Regions from separate parts of the Lactuca sativa genome. Here region 2 is linked to region 1. The links are chromatin contacts, called in public Hi-C maps. All regions are on one chromosome and are shown on one strand. Each heading gives the region's core, a stretch centred on a gene start, on an enhancer-like site or on the middle of the called end of the contact. The rest is flanking DNA. Distances are from core to core; before and after follow the strand shown. Region 1 holds the start of LOC111918502 (expansin-A15). Region 2 holds the start of LOC111918488 (dormancy-associated protein 2-like).

Evidence for each region. Hi-C and Micro-C count contacts between places; a contact is called where the count stands out from the background.
Region 2: a contact with region 1 is called in a Hi-C map of seed, with 7 times the contacts expected there. The contact joins the promoter of LOC111918488 here to the promoter of LOC111918502 in region 1. A contact is called at or near these places in 3 of 4 Hi-C or Micro-C datasets (leaf and seed).

Annotation. Positions count from the first base shown.
Region 1 is chr1:75,146,374-75,153,576 of Lsat_Salinas_v11, reverse strand. LOC111918502 (expansin-A15) reads left to right here and starts at 2,971. Exons shown (of 3, transcript XM_023914162.3): 1 at 2,971-3,500; 2 at 3,609-3,921; 3 at 4,093-5,067. The coding sequence starts at 3,389. The coding sequence ends at 4,402. It overlaps LOC111918503, which reads right to left. Exons shown (of 7, transcript XM_023914163.2): 3 at 7,084-7,134; 4 at 6,933-6,984; 5 at 6,788-6,846; 6 at 6,638-6,683; 7 at 6,267-6,521. The coding sequence ends at 6,403.
Region 2 is chr1:75,317,757-75,324,959 of Lsat_Salinas_v11, reverse strand. It overlaps LOC111918488 (dormancy-associated protein 2-like), which reads right to left and starts at 2,570. Exons shown (of 2, transcript XM_023914147.1): 1 at 2,219-2,570; 2 at 2,115-2,128. The coding sequence starts at 2,570. The coding sequence ends at 2,115.

The DNA.
Region 1 (7,203 bases), core at 1,722-4,221:
AACCTGCCTAACCACCTATTATTTTATTAGTGACGTTGGTACATTTAAAAATATTCATTTATATATTATTATATTAATTATTATCTTAAGTATTTGTTATAGATAAAATATTACTATTTTCAAAGATGAAAAGAACATAGTCACAAACTATATCCATTTCCTTGTTTATTACAAAATCATTGATGACAAAATGAATCAATTGAAGATCTTTTGAAGACTAGGTCGAATGACAACTAACGACTTAAATAATTAATTACTCAATCATTGAAATCAAGTTACAACCAATAAAATATTCAGAAATACCAAGGCCATTATCTATCATTTCATATTTTCTGCTCTAGTGATTTCATAATAATAATAATAATAATAATAATAATAATAATAATAATAATAATATTAAAAATAAATAAAATAAACACCTAGTTTACTATATATTAGTACATTAACCCTTTACCTATTTTGGCTTTTTTTTTTCTCTACTTAATCTTAACTCTTCTTATTTTTAAATTGATAAATATCGCTTAAAATTGATTAATATCATGTTTTTATGAAATATAAGAGTAAAATGCAGTTCATACATAGTAGAAAAGAAAAATACACGCACAACATATATCCAAACTCGTTCCCAATTCGGTCACTTTACACCTTTTTTTACACGTACAAAATTTTAACCGAAAAAAAAAAGAAAAAAAAAGCAAAAATATATTATATAAATGTAGGGGGTTACGTCATATCCATGTCAATTCGAAGTCAAAACTTTCTGTAATATTCAAGCTTTGCCAATTTAATTAGAGTAGGTATTAATTAATGTATTAGGTCCGTAATGAAAGGACGATTACATACATTAAGCGTAGAAAATAGTTTTTACTTTTTAGAGAAAATATGGACAAAGTCTTCTGTTAGAAAGAGAACAATAAAAAAAAGAAGATAATACTAATGTTTTAACTTTGAAGCTTGTGTTAAAGAGAAAAGTATTATTGGGCCAAGTATGTGAAGTGGACCAAATATCAACGAAGGTTTTTGTCACTACAGGTATACACGTGGGCCGGATATCCATATTCTATTTTGGATCTTTTATAGATAAAACGGATCTTCTCATATAAGATTTCTGATAATCCAATTCGGATTTTTTGCTGGAAATTATCGGATTTCGGATAATTTGGTGGATAGGATTCAAATGTTGGATGGAAGTTATAGAATTTTTACGGAAAAAATTTTGGCGTTTAGATTTTTCAAGGTATCTCATTCAAATCAGATCATATTATCTAAACTGAAAATAGAAAAACATAATGAATCTAATTTTAGATTCTTGAAAAAACCGATTTTGTTTGTGTACCTCAACTCTAGAGTGGGGTCAGGACGGTATATTTTGCCTAGCCCTAGCCCTAGCCCAAAACCAATTAAAAAAATATTGGTTAAAAAAGTCGTATCTAGTTATGGGATATTGACATGAGACTCTGATTATTTAGAATCACTTAAAAAGTTTGGTTTCGTGATTATATGTGCAAGTTGTTCTAAAAAAAGTCTGGTTTCATAATTTTTTTTCTTTCATCTACTCAATTTCTAAATAAAACAACTATCTAGTCATTAGACTAGATTTTTGGCAAATATTTTACCATTTTATACATCTTGGATATGTATAAATCGGGAAGAGATTTTGATCGAACTACAAAAAAATAATAATAAATAACTCTAATATTATATTACTCCCATTGTTCTCAATTTTCATATTTCAGTGTTCTCCGGTCTCAAATTTTGTGTTATTGGATTACATACTCGTATTATGGTCTCATAACCTTTATATGTATCATATTTTTTATTACATACTCGTATAATGGCCTCAAATTTTGTGTTATTGGATCACATACTCGAAGTAGCTAAACTAAGGTTGTAAAACCAATCAACATGTTAAATGTCTGATTTTCTCAACTTAGTCGATCCATAAAAAGGTTGTTCCTAAAACTCCAAATGACCCAAAAAGTAAAATAATTATCACATCAAAACATTTTTTGTACAACATTTAAATTAAAGTTGTTCGCCCAAAGAATCCAATCTGAAATGGAATTAAAAGGCTTGTTGAGATCCCACCATTTACCAATATGGTTCAACACATAAATGATGTGTTCATACTCCTAATACAAAGGGGACAAAACATGAAGTCCACATAAATCCATTTGTCAACAAGATTCTACATCGTAGGCACTTCATCCAAACCCAAATGCCAACCCAAGATGTTCAACTTTATTGGAACAAAATTATTCCATCAAGCCTATACAACGTGACTCCCCAAAGTACCATTATCTAACAAATATCTCATGGAAGAAACCATGAAAGACCATGTCCAACTAAGCTTCCACACCCATCATTCACTTTACGTGTATAAATATTTTAGTGACACAAGTTAAAATTAATAAATATTTTAGTGACTTTTTACATGTATTTACTTGTGTTGCTGATTTCTTACAACTAGTAATCGATCACAAACCAAGTTTGATCTTATGAAATTAGGAAATTATATGGGATAAAACTTTGTTATGTGTATGTGTATTAGTGACCTTTGAACCCTACGAATCACATCATATTTGGATAAGAATTTTTTATCCAACGTAAAAGAGAGAGAAAACAGAAGTTGAGTTCAAGCTGTAAAGTATTCTATTTATTTCATCTTCATATGCTGTAAAGTGAGATTAGACTCCTACAAATCGCATCATATTTGTCCCCCATGCTTTTCACTTTTCACAAAAATCTTTTGCACACCGGTTTTTTCCATTCAAAAAGTTACATATCATCAAAACACTTTTCGTATAGATTTATACAAGGGATTTTTGCTTTTCCATCTTTCTTTAACTTCAACAAGACACAATGCCTAGGGATACATCACTCATTTTATCGTCATACAGTCATTACTTTAAGAAGGATTCCTTTCAATTTTATTTTTAGAAAACTCTGTTGATGCCTACAGAAGAAAAGACATCAAGGATAATGCAATTACAACGCAAAAACCATTAAAAATGAGTCCCAGTTTCACAGTACGCCGCGTTCTCAACTTCTCTTTAACGTTTTTTTGTTTTTGAGATTTTAAGAAAGGAAAACAAAGAGATTTATTACAGAGAAAAAGATGGGTTTTGGTTATAACAAAAGTATTCCTCCTATTTACCCCTTCAATTATTAACTATATAATATAAATAAAACAAGAGCAATATAAAACCAAAAGAAAAAAAAGCAGTTCCATCTTTCCATGCCTTGTTTATAAATATAGCACCATTCATCACTTCCACATCTTCAACTCACTTCTCTTCCATGAATCTAAGTCCAAGTTCACAAAGAGTACAATAGAAATACCATTCCTCGTTTTCATAAAAATCTATCACTTTGGAATAAAAAAAAAATGAGGCTTCTCGATCTATGCTTACTTGTTCTATCCACCATCACAAGTGTTAATGCATGGTCTAACGCCCACGCCACCTTCTATGGTGGTCACGACGCATCCGGCACAATGGGTAAGAACATCAACAGTTCTACACAGTCCAACCCAGTTGAACCCAACACTGTTTGGCTCAGCTGGGTTGACATGTTTTTCGCAATTTGATTTTGGTAATTTTTCACAGGGGGAGCTTGTGGGTACGGAAATCTATATAGTCAAGGATACGGTACAACCACAGCTGCACTAAGTACAAGTCTCTTCAACAACGGTCTCACATGCGGCGCGTGTTTCGAGATCAAGTGTTTTAACGACCAAAAATGGTGCCACCCGGGATCAATCATTGTCACGGCTACAAACTTTTGCCCACCAAACAACGCGCTTCCTAACAACAATGGTGGTTGGTGTAATCCACCCTTGCATCACTTTGACCTCGCTCAACCTATCTTCAACCACATTGCTCGAGAAAAAGCCGGGATAATACCAGTTCAATATAGAAGGTAAGACTGTCTGCATCTAGCCTCCCCTCCAATACAGACTAAGGGGTTGTTTGATAAAACTGAAACATTCAGTGAAAATGATTCTAATGGAGATTTTGTCATACACATTGAATGTTGATCGATTCAGAGGTTTTCAAACAACTCCTAACGTTTTTTTGTAAATTTTTGCAGAGTTGCTTGTAGAAAGAGAGGTGGGATTAGGTTCACGATTAATGGTCACTCGTATTTTAACTTGGTGCTTGTGACCAATGTGGGTGGAGCGGGTGATGTCATCTCGGTGTCTGTAAGGGGGTCGAAAGGTGGGGCCACATGGCAAAAGATGAGTCGTAATTGGGGTCAAAATTGGCAGAGTAATAGTTACCTTAATGGTCAAACTCTATCGTTTAAAGTTACAACGAGTGATGGCAAAACCGTAATTTCTAACAATGTTGCACCTGTGAACTGGTCATTTGGGCAAACCTACACAGGAAGACAGTTTTAGCATCCTAATTCCTAACTCAAGATTCTACTCTTTGGTTGTTTATGTTACTAATTGGTTGATAGTTTTTTATAGTGATAATGATCCAATTTCATGGGCTCTTTTTAAAAAGCCCAGATTGGATGCCTAAAGTATACTACAAATTCTTAAAGATTGTTAGTAGTATGATTTGAAAACCAACAAGGGTTGGTATTTAGTATGTGTATTTCTTAGTGAACTAGTAGTTGTGTGTGTTGTAATCATGCTCAATATTGGAATGAGTGTGGTGCTAAAGACTGATCCATTATTGGTTTTAACTTTTGAGCATATCATTTGAGGGTTTTTTTTCAAATTGTCTCCTATAAGTTCAATAATGCTTTAAAAAGATTGTTTATTGTGATAAAATGATTAAAGGAGAAGTTTTCCAGATGGGACTTAAAAACCCATATATTACAATACTTAACTGAGAAATATGTATATTACTTCAGTATAAAAGACATGCGAATCTAATCATCTACAAAAGATTATGAATTTATGTTGCATCAGATTGCATCAAAGAGAGACAACATACAGCAACACCGGAGATCTAGAGGGAGGGCCAGCTTCAACCACCAACAGCCGCATTACTCCGATCAGATTTTGAATTTCAGGCTTTATTCCACAATCTAACAATCAAGCAAGAATCGTCTCTGGATCAAAGCAAACACAATTAAGAATATAAATATAAATAACATATATATGACTACTTCACTGAGAAAAACAGCATTTTGATGTAGAAAATCATAGTTTACTTTTAGAAGCAAGGGGATTTAATTTGAATATCAACTACAAGTAAAATCCTAAATTGCCGAAAAAAATCGATCGATTTCGAAAAAAATCAGGGGCTTTAATTTGTAGAGACTAAAAACGAATGCATAAATCAACTTAACAAAGAAAAATAATTTGTTTTGGTTAGCCCGCGCGGCCATCATCGCCCCGATTATAATCGAATTTATGGCTCCGGAAGCGGGCAGTCTTCATCGCGGATGACCGGAGGAACTAAGGAAGAGAATAGCGACTAGGCGAACTGAGAAGAACATGACGGAGCCTCCTGCAACCTTTAAACACCAGAAGATGTCGTGGATGGGTGACAATATCCGCCATGTTTCTCCGATACGAGTATCACCATCGCCGCCGTAGTTCCATCCCGGTACCGCTCGGATAAGATCAAGTAGTGTTAAACCCTAGCTTTAGGGTTTTGTTCTCATTTTATACACCCTGGTACCTGATCTATGCTGCCCTAAAAAAACTTTTCATCGACTACCCTTTACTTAAGAGAAATGTCAATTTTACCCTCAAGGTTCGTTAATCTTTTTTATCCTAACACCTGTGTATCCAATTTTCAAATCCAGCCTCGTTTATTAAAGAAACATACGAATTTAGTATAATTGTATAATTATTTATTTTCAAAAAAAAAAACCTTATTCCATCAAAATCACAGATATATATGGGCTTACATTTGGAGCCTACATGCATCTTCAATTCACAATCATAGATGGTATAAATTCATTTGTTAGGGTTTCGATCTTTCTTTTAAACACAATTGATTACCAATCGACATTCTTAAAAAAAGTTTCACATACTAGCCCCCAAGTTTGGCAGATTAACAATTCTTACTCTCGAAGTATAGGATGATATTCTTTTTTGGCCTTGAAAATTCAGGCCCATGAGGTGATTTGTCTTCTTTAACATTAGTGTAAACCAAACACATGTGATTTCTTAACGATTTATGACATATATATAGTTAACTAATTATATCATATTTCACCATTTCTCACTAACATTTTAATTTTTAAATGAGCTATGATGATTTAACCCTATTGCTAATAATATACAGTCATGATCATAATTTTATCAAACACCCATCTACTATATATATGTGTTGAGTTTCAAAATCAAATCCCAAAATTCAAAACATGTACATGTGGTTCAAGCTGTATAAATCCAGATCGAAGATCGAGTCAACTCAGTGATTCACCATTTTGTTATAATGTGGAGGAAGTTCTTGATTTGCTGATGTCATCATCTTGAGGAGGTGGCGCTGACGAGACTGCTGCGTGATATGATGAAGCTGCAAGTTGAGTAAGCGCTGGAATAGCACCACCTACAAATATTTCATTCAATTAAAACTAAAACTAAAACAATGATTTCTTTTTTAAATATTTACTTAAAAAACTTTTATCTATACAACACTGTATCCAGACAGACAGTAATACTCACCTGCTAATCCAGCACAAGCTGATGAGAATACTATCACTGGTGGGGCCTGCATCAGAATCAATAAGGTAAATATTAATGAAAGAAATATAGTCTTTTAGATTTAAATAAATAAATGAAAATTATTTAGTTCCCATTTAGTAAGAAGCTTACACCAATCAAGAAATGCAACCACATAGGTCCTTTCACTCGCCTTTGAACAATTGGCATCACTACAAGAAAAGAAAAAAGTAAATGATTTATGTAAAAAAATAAATGGAAATTAGAGTAAAGAATTGAATAACATTGATGTTTATACCTAGATTGAATCCATAGAATGCACTTGACACACCACCAACAGCAGAACCAATCTGGTTTGTGATCAAGAAAGATCAAATAAAGAAAGTTTATAGAATCTTTTTCCAAAAAAAAAAAGTGATTTTTAATAATAATAATAATAAAAGGAGTACCATGGAAAAGCTATCTCTGATAAGAGGTCCAACAGTCCAAGCACTGGTTTCCTGCCATTGATAAGAACAATATAACACACAGAAGATGAACAAAATTCATAGTTTTGTTATGGAAGTTAC
Region 2 (7,203 bases), core at 1,321-3,820, 170 kb before region 1:
ATTAGGTGCCAAGTAACTAAACTATCGAATTATTGGTCACAGTGATAAACTGATAATATTAATATTATTTGTTTCCCATTAATCCAGAGACGTTGCATAATTATCTTTTTGCAATCTTCATATCGAGTGTAGATCTTCCTATCCAGTAGTAATGCAATTATCAAGAAAACAAAGATACAACAATCATGTGATGGATCGACATAAAAGATAACATAGTTAATTCTTAGGTAAAAAGAAAACAAAAAAAAAAAAATTAGAAACTACCTTAAGTATCATAAACATGAACAATCCAAATATCACAATAACATATGAACAACACACATAAACTATTATTTCAAAAAACTAATATAAAGATTCATAAGATTTAAGATAAAATATAAGCACAATGGGCAACAACATTAGGGGGAAATCATCCAAATCGGTCTCTTGGGAGAGATCGGGCAACAATGTAAATTCAGGCGACCATGACATCAGGGGTAAAATTGTCCAGATTTGATCTCCGATTGGAAGAGACTTCTAGTTACGTTTCAATCTATAAGTTGTATCTTTCACAAAAATTTGACCATAACATTATTGAACAGGTGTACCAATCTCAAGGGTAAATTGGTTAAATTTGTGCAAAGATATAAGAATGTCATATCTAACTACTTTATAAAAGTCCATCATCAAAGCTCCTCATCAAGGGTAAATAGGTCAGAAAAGAGACCAAGTTTAGAACGACGTATATAACTTCCTCCACCAAAAAATCCATCAACAACATCTCAATAATTTAGCATAAATATCAACTTCGAAAACACTAAACAACACCACGAATTACAACAAAATATACTACCCCAAGTAAAATATATAATCTAATACCCGAACAAAACGAATTACAACGAAGAACGAGAACAAAAAAAAGGAACAAACAATAACATCAACGAGAATCAAATACTAATGAGATCGAAAAGAAAGATACCCAACAATAACAAGATCGAAACCAAAAATTACGATGAATAATAATGGAAAGAGAATTGTGATGAACAGCTTGATCTGCGATAATCGTGTCTTCTATGATCATCAAATTGAATGAAAGAAGACATATGGCAAAATCATTTTTATTTATTAGGGTAAAATTAACGTAAGCATTCTTTTATCATTATCACCGATCCTTTTGGAAAGTTTTTTTTATAATTAATTAATTTATCTTAATATATATTCCATAACATCTATTATAAAACTTCATCATCCGAATTTGTCATTTTCTTACACAAACGTCAAAAATTTAAAATAAAATGTTAAACGCCGAAGCTAAATATTTAATTTTTTTTTCAGATTTGTTTTTCCGGAAACATTAAAAATGATAATTTCTTATGTATATAATTATAAAACTACAAAAAATATAAATAATTAAGAATTAATATTTTTAATCAAACATTAAAATGAAAATATTATTTATTAAAAGAAATTAGGTTCTTGATAAAGTAACAAAGATTTAAAGTTTAACTGTAACTACTAATTAGGAAACAAAATAAAATATCATTGATTAAATAAGACATTACTTGTATTAATTAAAACAAACTAAAAAAATCAATTAATTTATATAGAATGTATGAATTATTCAACCAAAAAATCTATAATCCTGATAATAAAAACTTAATTTTTAGGTCGATTTTCTATATATCCGAATTCTCTCACACACACACAAATAATAATAATAAATACACCATAACAACTAACATAATCATCCATATAACTAACTATCATACCACAAGTCCACAACTACTAACACAGATCTAATAATTTCTACGAATCAAACTCATCACCAAAATATTTCCATTTACATCGGGAAGTTCCTCTTAATGCAATTAACATTAAGATCCTACAACAATCTCATACATAAATTTTTGCATGGATCAAGTTCATTATTGCTTAAACATAAGATTTTAGATTTGCTATAATATATAATACCATAGTGATCACTATTCCAAATGGATCATTGACATGATAATGGCGATAAATAAAAGTAGTCTACTCAATCATTGGTTGAAAATCACATAAACAGATTCAAGATATAAATCCAGAATTATGTCTCGATCGATCAAGATTGTAGATTCTTATTCACAAACTGATTATCATATACGGTTGTCTACAATCATATACAGTTATCTACAATACGTAATCATATGCATCTATATATGATCAGAATCCTAAAGGAAACACAAATGAACCACAAAACCTGACACACTGGAAGCTAATCGGAGAACAGAATGCTTGAGGAGGACGCCGTCGTTGCTACCATTGTTGTGAACATGAGTATGGTGATGATGATGAGTACCTACATACACCGGAATAAAATCAGTGCCTCCACCTGCGTGAGCGTGACCACCTCCTCTGCCGCCGCGACCTCCTCCTCCGCCTATATGACCTCCTTCTCCGCCAGCATGACCTCCTCCTCCGCCAAAATGGCCTCCTCCTCCGCCAAAATGACCTCCACCACCGCTGTGACCTCCTCCGCCACCTCCGCGCTTATTGACAGAAACGAAACTGAGCTTCTTTACCAAAGACTTGAAATCTAATTTGACCTCCATGTTTGACTGTTTCTAAGATTTCCCTCGAAGAGTATTGTGAATTAGCCATGGGTGTATAGAAACTATGGAGGTGGCTAGAGGTTTGTTTGATAAACATACTGATGTGAGAGAAGATGATACTGAGTCACACTTTCTAGTTTCTAGATGATTCCTAGGCCCAACCCAATGGGTGGGGCAAGGTGGACAATGGTCCAAGGCCCATAAAATTTAGGGCCCAATTTTAAAACCATTATTATTTTCCTATTTATATATACCTCATTTTTATTTGTAAACATATATACGTTTATGAGTAATATGTATGATTACTTACTTACTAAAGCCCTTGTTTCTTATAATATGAACTTAAGAACACACCTACTTTCTGCAAATTCTTTCCTAATTTGTTCTTTTTTTATTATCTTTTTTAGGTTTTATATAAGAATGTACTTAAATAAATACACAATAAAATACAAGTGTTCAAATTTATCATTGGCATATGTATTTCAAAATTTACTTAAAATTTGTCAAAATTAGTTTACATATAATTTTTTTTTCACATAACCATAATAAATTTGTAGTACAGACAGTAAAAAACTTAGGTATCTGATTCATAATAGTAAATTCTTTATAGATTTAAATTAAATTTAGTGGTCATATAAATTCTTTGTAATTGATGGGCCCTTATTTTATTTTCGTAATAGGCCAAAAATATATTTGGGCTGACCTTGATAATTTCCATTGTTATTGCCTAAATGTTAGAATTTAATGGAATCAAAATTAGGTCAAGGGATGGATTGGGCCCACGTGAATGGACCTTCCCATGTATTTGGGACTTGAACCATAAAATTCATTACATGGAGTGATATGTATTAATCTAGTTTAATCAAATATGTGCTCCAAGAAATTTATACGTTAAGGGATGTTGTCGATAAGAATGTGATTATGTGAATTGAAGTTTTGATAATTCCTAGATGTGTTGTGATTATTCCAACCATACCATATATGTCATGTTTGAGATTTAGTTGAGCATTTACTAGGGCGGACGCAAGATTTTGCAGTATGGGTCGTACGGTAGTAGAAGAAATAAAATTTTCGAAATTTTTTTCACTGCGGCCATAAAAGTTAGGGATTGTCGGTGCCACCATGGACCACCCTTAGGTCCGCCCCTAGCATTCACCAGACCCTACGTTTTTGCAATGGCTGTTAAAGCCTTCTAACACCAAGTTTGTTACGATATTTCTTGGATGGAAAACCTTCTTGAATAATAATAAATGCAATTCTTTCATATTATATATATATATATATATATATATATATATATATATATATATATATATATATATATATATTGACATTTGTTTTGATATGATGTTTGAGATACTATGATTTATATTTTTATGAGAAGATTTTGATAACTATAGTTTTATTTAATAATTTAAAACGAAAATTTTTTGTTATGATTTTTGGGATGTTACACCCCTTATGTTGTGTAACGACCATAAAATTTCAACTAATTTAAACTTTTTCAAAAACAACCCAGTTTCATGAAGTTATTACAAAAAGATTTTCAATACAATTATTATCAGAGTCTTCTCAGAACCACATCATAAAACATAAACATGAGGAGCGGTACGATCACGCCTTTGCATTGCCACGGTCTCCTGAGGAACCTGAAAAATATTAAACCACAACTGTAAGCCCAAAAGCTTAGTGAGATATCCCCAAAATACCACCCACATATACCATACATGCATAACATGTCATGACATAACAGAACACAGAACAGCCATGCACTTCGGGTCTACTGGGTGACTGGTCCGCCGCACCGGCCTTCAGTCCACCTAGTCCACCCTCCGAGACTAACCACATACATCGAGTCTACAGTGTGATTGGTCCGCCCGCACCGAGCCTTCAATCCACCTGGTCCACTCCCTGAGTCTACAGTATGTCTGGTCCGCCCGCACTGGGCCTTTAGTCGGCCTAGTCCACTCTCCGAGCCTCAGCACATCTGGTCCGCCCTCTTTGGGGCCTACAGCCTATCCGGACCGCTCGCTGGGCCTTCGGGATAACCGGTCCGCCCTGGGTATGTTGTCCTACAGCACAAAGCAGGTCCCGCCTCAATCCAACCCCAGTCCAAACAACCATGTGCACATAAACATTCAAACATATAACAATTCGCATCCAATCAAACCGATCTAGCAGATCACAAAGTATAATATCGTCCTAACCAGGATACCGACCTAACCGGTCACTAGCATGACATGACATCATCCTATATACCAGGATTCCGACCTTAACCAGGTCTCTAACATATACCATCCTAACTATCAGGATGCAACATAACAAAGCAATAACATAACAACGATACCCAGATCACAATCCGATAAAGGGTCGGCCTTGGTGTCGTAGGCCCTGTTGATATAGTGAGGATAACTCACCTCGCAACTGCCGACTGAACAGATAAACCCAAGATGCTCCGACCACTGATACGATCTCCACCACTGGCCAACACCAAAACACTGAACTCAAAACAAATGCCAACAATTACCAAAATGCCCCTGGAAATCAACTGGTCAACCCTTGGTCAAAGTCAAAGTCAAAGTCAACCCCTGACTGACTCTACTCGCCGAGTCAACCCGATGACTCGCCGAGTCCCCATGCACAAAACTTCCCCAATCCGCGACTCAACTTGCCGAGTCACCCCGAGACTCGCCGAGTCCAACAACTCTGAGTCCTTTCACACTCGACTCACCGAGTCATACCTTGACTCAACGATTCACAGCTCAACCAGAAGAAAGGTTAGGACCTCACGACTAGACTCGCCGAGTCCAAGGCTATCTGCAACCAACTCGCCGAGTTGTTCTTCCAACTCGCCGAGTTCCTGCCTATCTTCATCCAACTCGCCGAGTTGTTCTTCCAACTCGTCGAGTTTCAGTCTATCTTCAAAGAACTCGCCGAGTACACCCTTGTGACTCGCCGAGTACCCCTAGATTTGAAACCATACAGAGGCTTTCCAATCCATGCAAAAGCTCTAAACCATAGATCTACTCTTCTACAAGCCATCCATCACGTAAAATGGCAAACTTTACGTGGATCCAAAGAGAGCTAGGCATTTTACACTCTAGGGCTAGGGTTTGGGACAAAAGAACTTCACCAACAACTCTTGAGCATAGACTTTATGGCTTTCTGGATCATTAACAACCTAGATCTGAGGTAGCAACCTTAGATCTTACACCAAACTTGAGATGGACCTCATTTATGCCCCCCCCCCCCCCCCAAATGATAGATTTAGATGCACAAAAGCTCAAACAATAGATTATTACCTCAAATGAAGGCTCCCACCGATGAATGAACCAATTCTCTGCAAAGCCCCTTGCTCCACTCTTCTTGCTCTTCAATTTCCTTCCAAGATTACCTCCTCCAAGGCTCTAATCTCTCACCAAGGAAGGCTCACACGAATTTAGGGTTTCTAGAACTCAAAGGGAAGGTAAAGAGGCTGGGGAAGAAGTGTTATGTTCTTTATGTAGGGCTCAACCTCCGAAATTAGGGTTTTCTCCACTCAGCACCAACTCGCCGAGTCCACCCATGCTACTCGCCGAGTTGGTCACTTAACACGCGACCAGAGTTGCGACCCTACTCGCCGAGTCCACTCGTGGACTCGCCGAGTTACCCTCTCACACTTACACTTTTAGCCCTTCACTCTACTTCTAATATTTCGGGATGTTATAATTCTCCCCCACTTAAATTAGGCTTCGTCCTCGAAGCCTGCGGCAACACAGCTCCAGAACTACTCTCGCAATGCACCACCTGGCATTAACCAGACTAGGTTCCTCAAAGCACAACCACCGAAACCCATACCCCAATTTTTCTTCCCGCGGTGCTCTGATCACCGCCTCAAGCCGGCCACCGGCCTCATCCTCTGATAATCACACTTATCAACTGAGTACCACTCCATGATACTTTACTTGCTCCAATTCACAACAATCACTTGACTCATACGAGCTAGAAATAACCATGAACCACCGGAATTCCCGGTCTATGCCTAACTTTATCCATTCCATGCTGACAGGATGACACATCCTTCAGCCTCAGAACAACTCCCATGAGTTCTCCACCGCAATCTCATACCCATGCTGGACTGACTCTAGCATCTTCGGGTTGGAAAAACCCGATACACTGACGACACCTCTAAACATCTCCCAGGATGAATTTCTACCACATACATAAATCCTTGATCAAAATCAAACTGGAAATCCAAGATTCCATCCCTGCATTCCTTCCGAGCCTTTTGGCTCTATACCTACGGAAATTTCTTCCGTGACCTCAGCAAACATCCAACCCGGATGTGATTCCATACCACAGCCGCAGACACACTGCTCATCAACCATGATTGGAGCACCTCAATCATAACTCTGCCCTACTACTTTCACTTCCGTGAACTTACACTCCCTCTCGGAGCTACATTCCTTTCCCTTTCCTTACCAAGGAAATCCATTTGGCCGCCTTGTCACTATGACAAGTGCCACGGTGTTCACCCAATACTACACCATTCACTTATAGCATAACCGCTATCCCATGCACCACACATGCTCTGAATCCACTCGCAAGGACTCTCAAGTCCATGCTCTACCTTCCACTCACCACGATCAATACC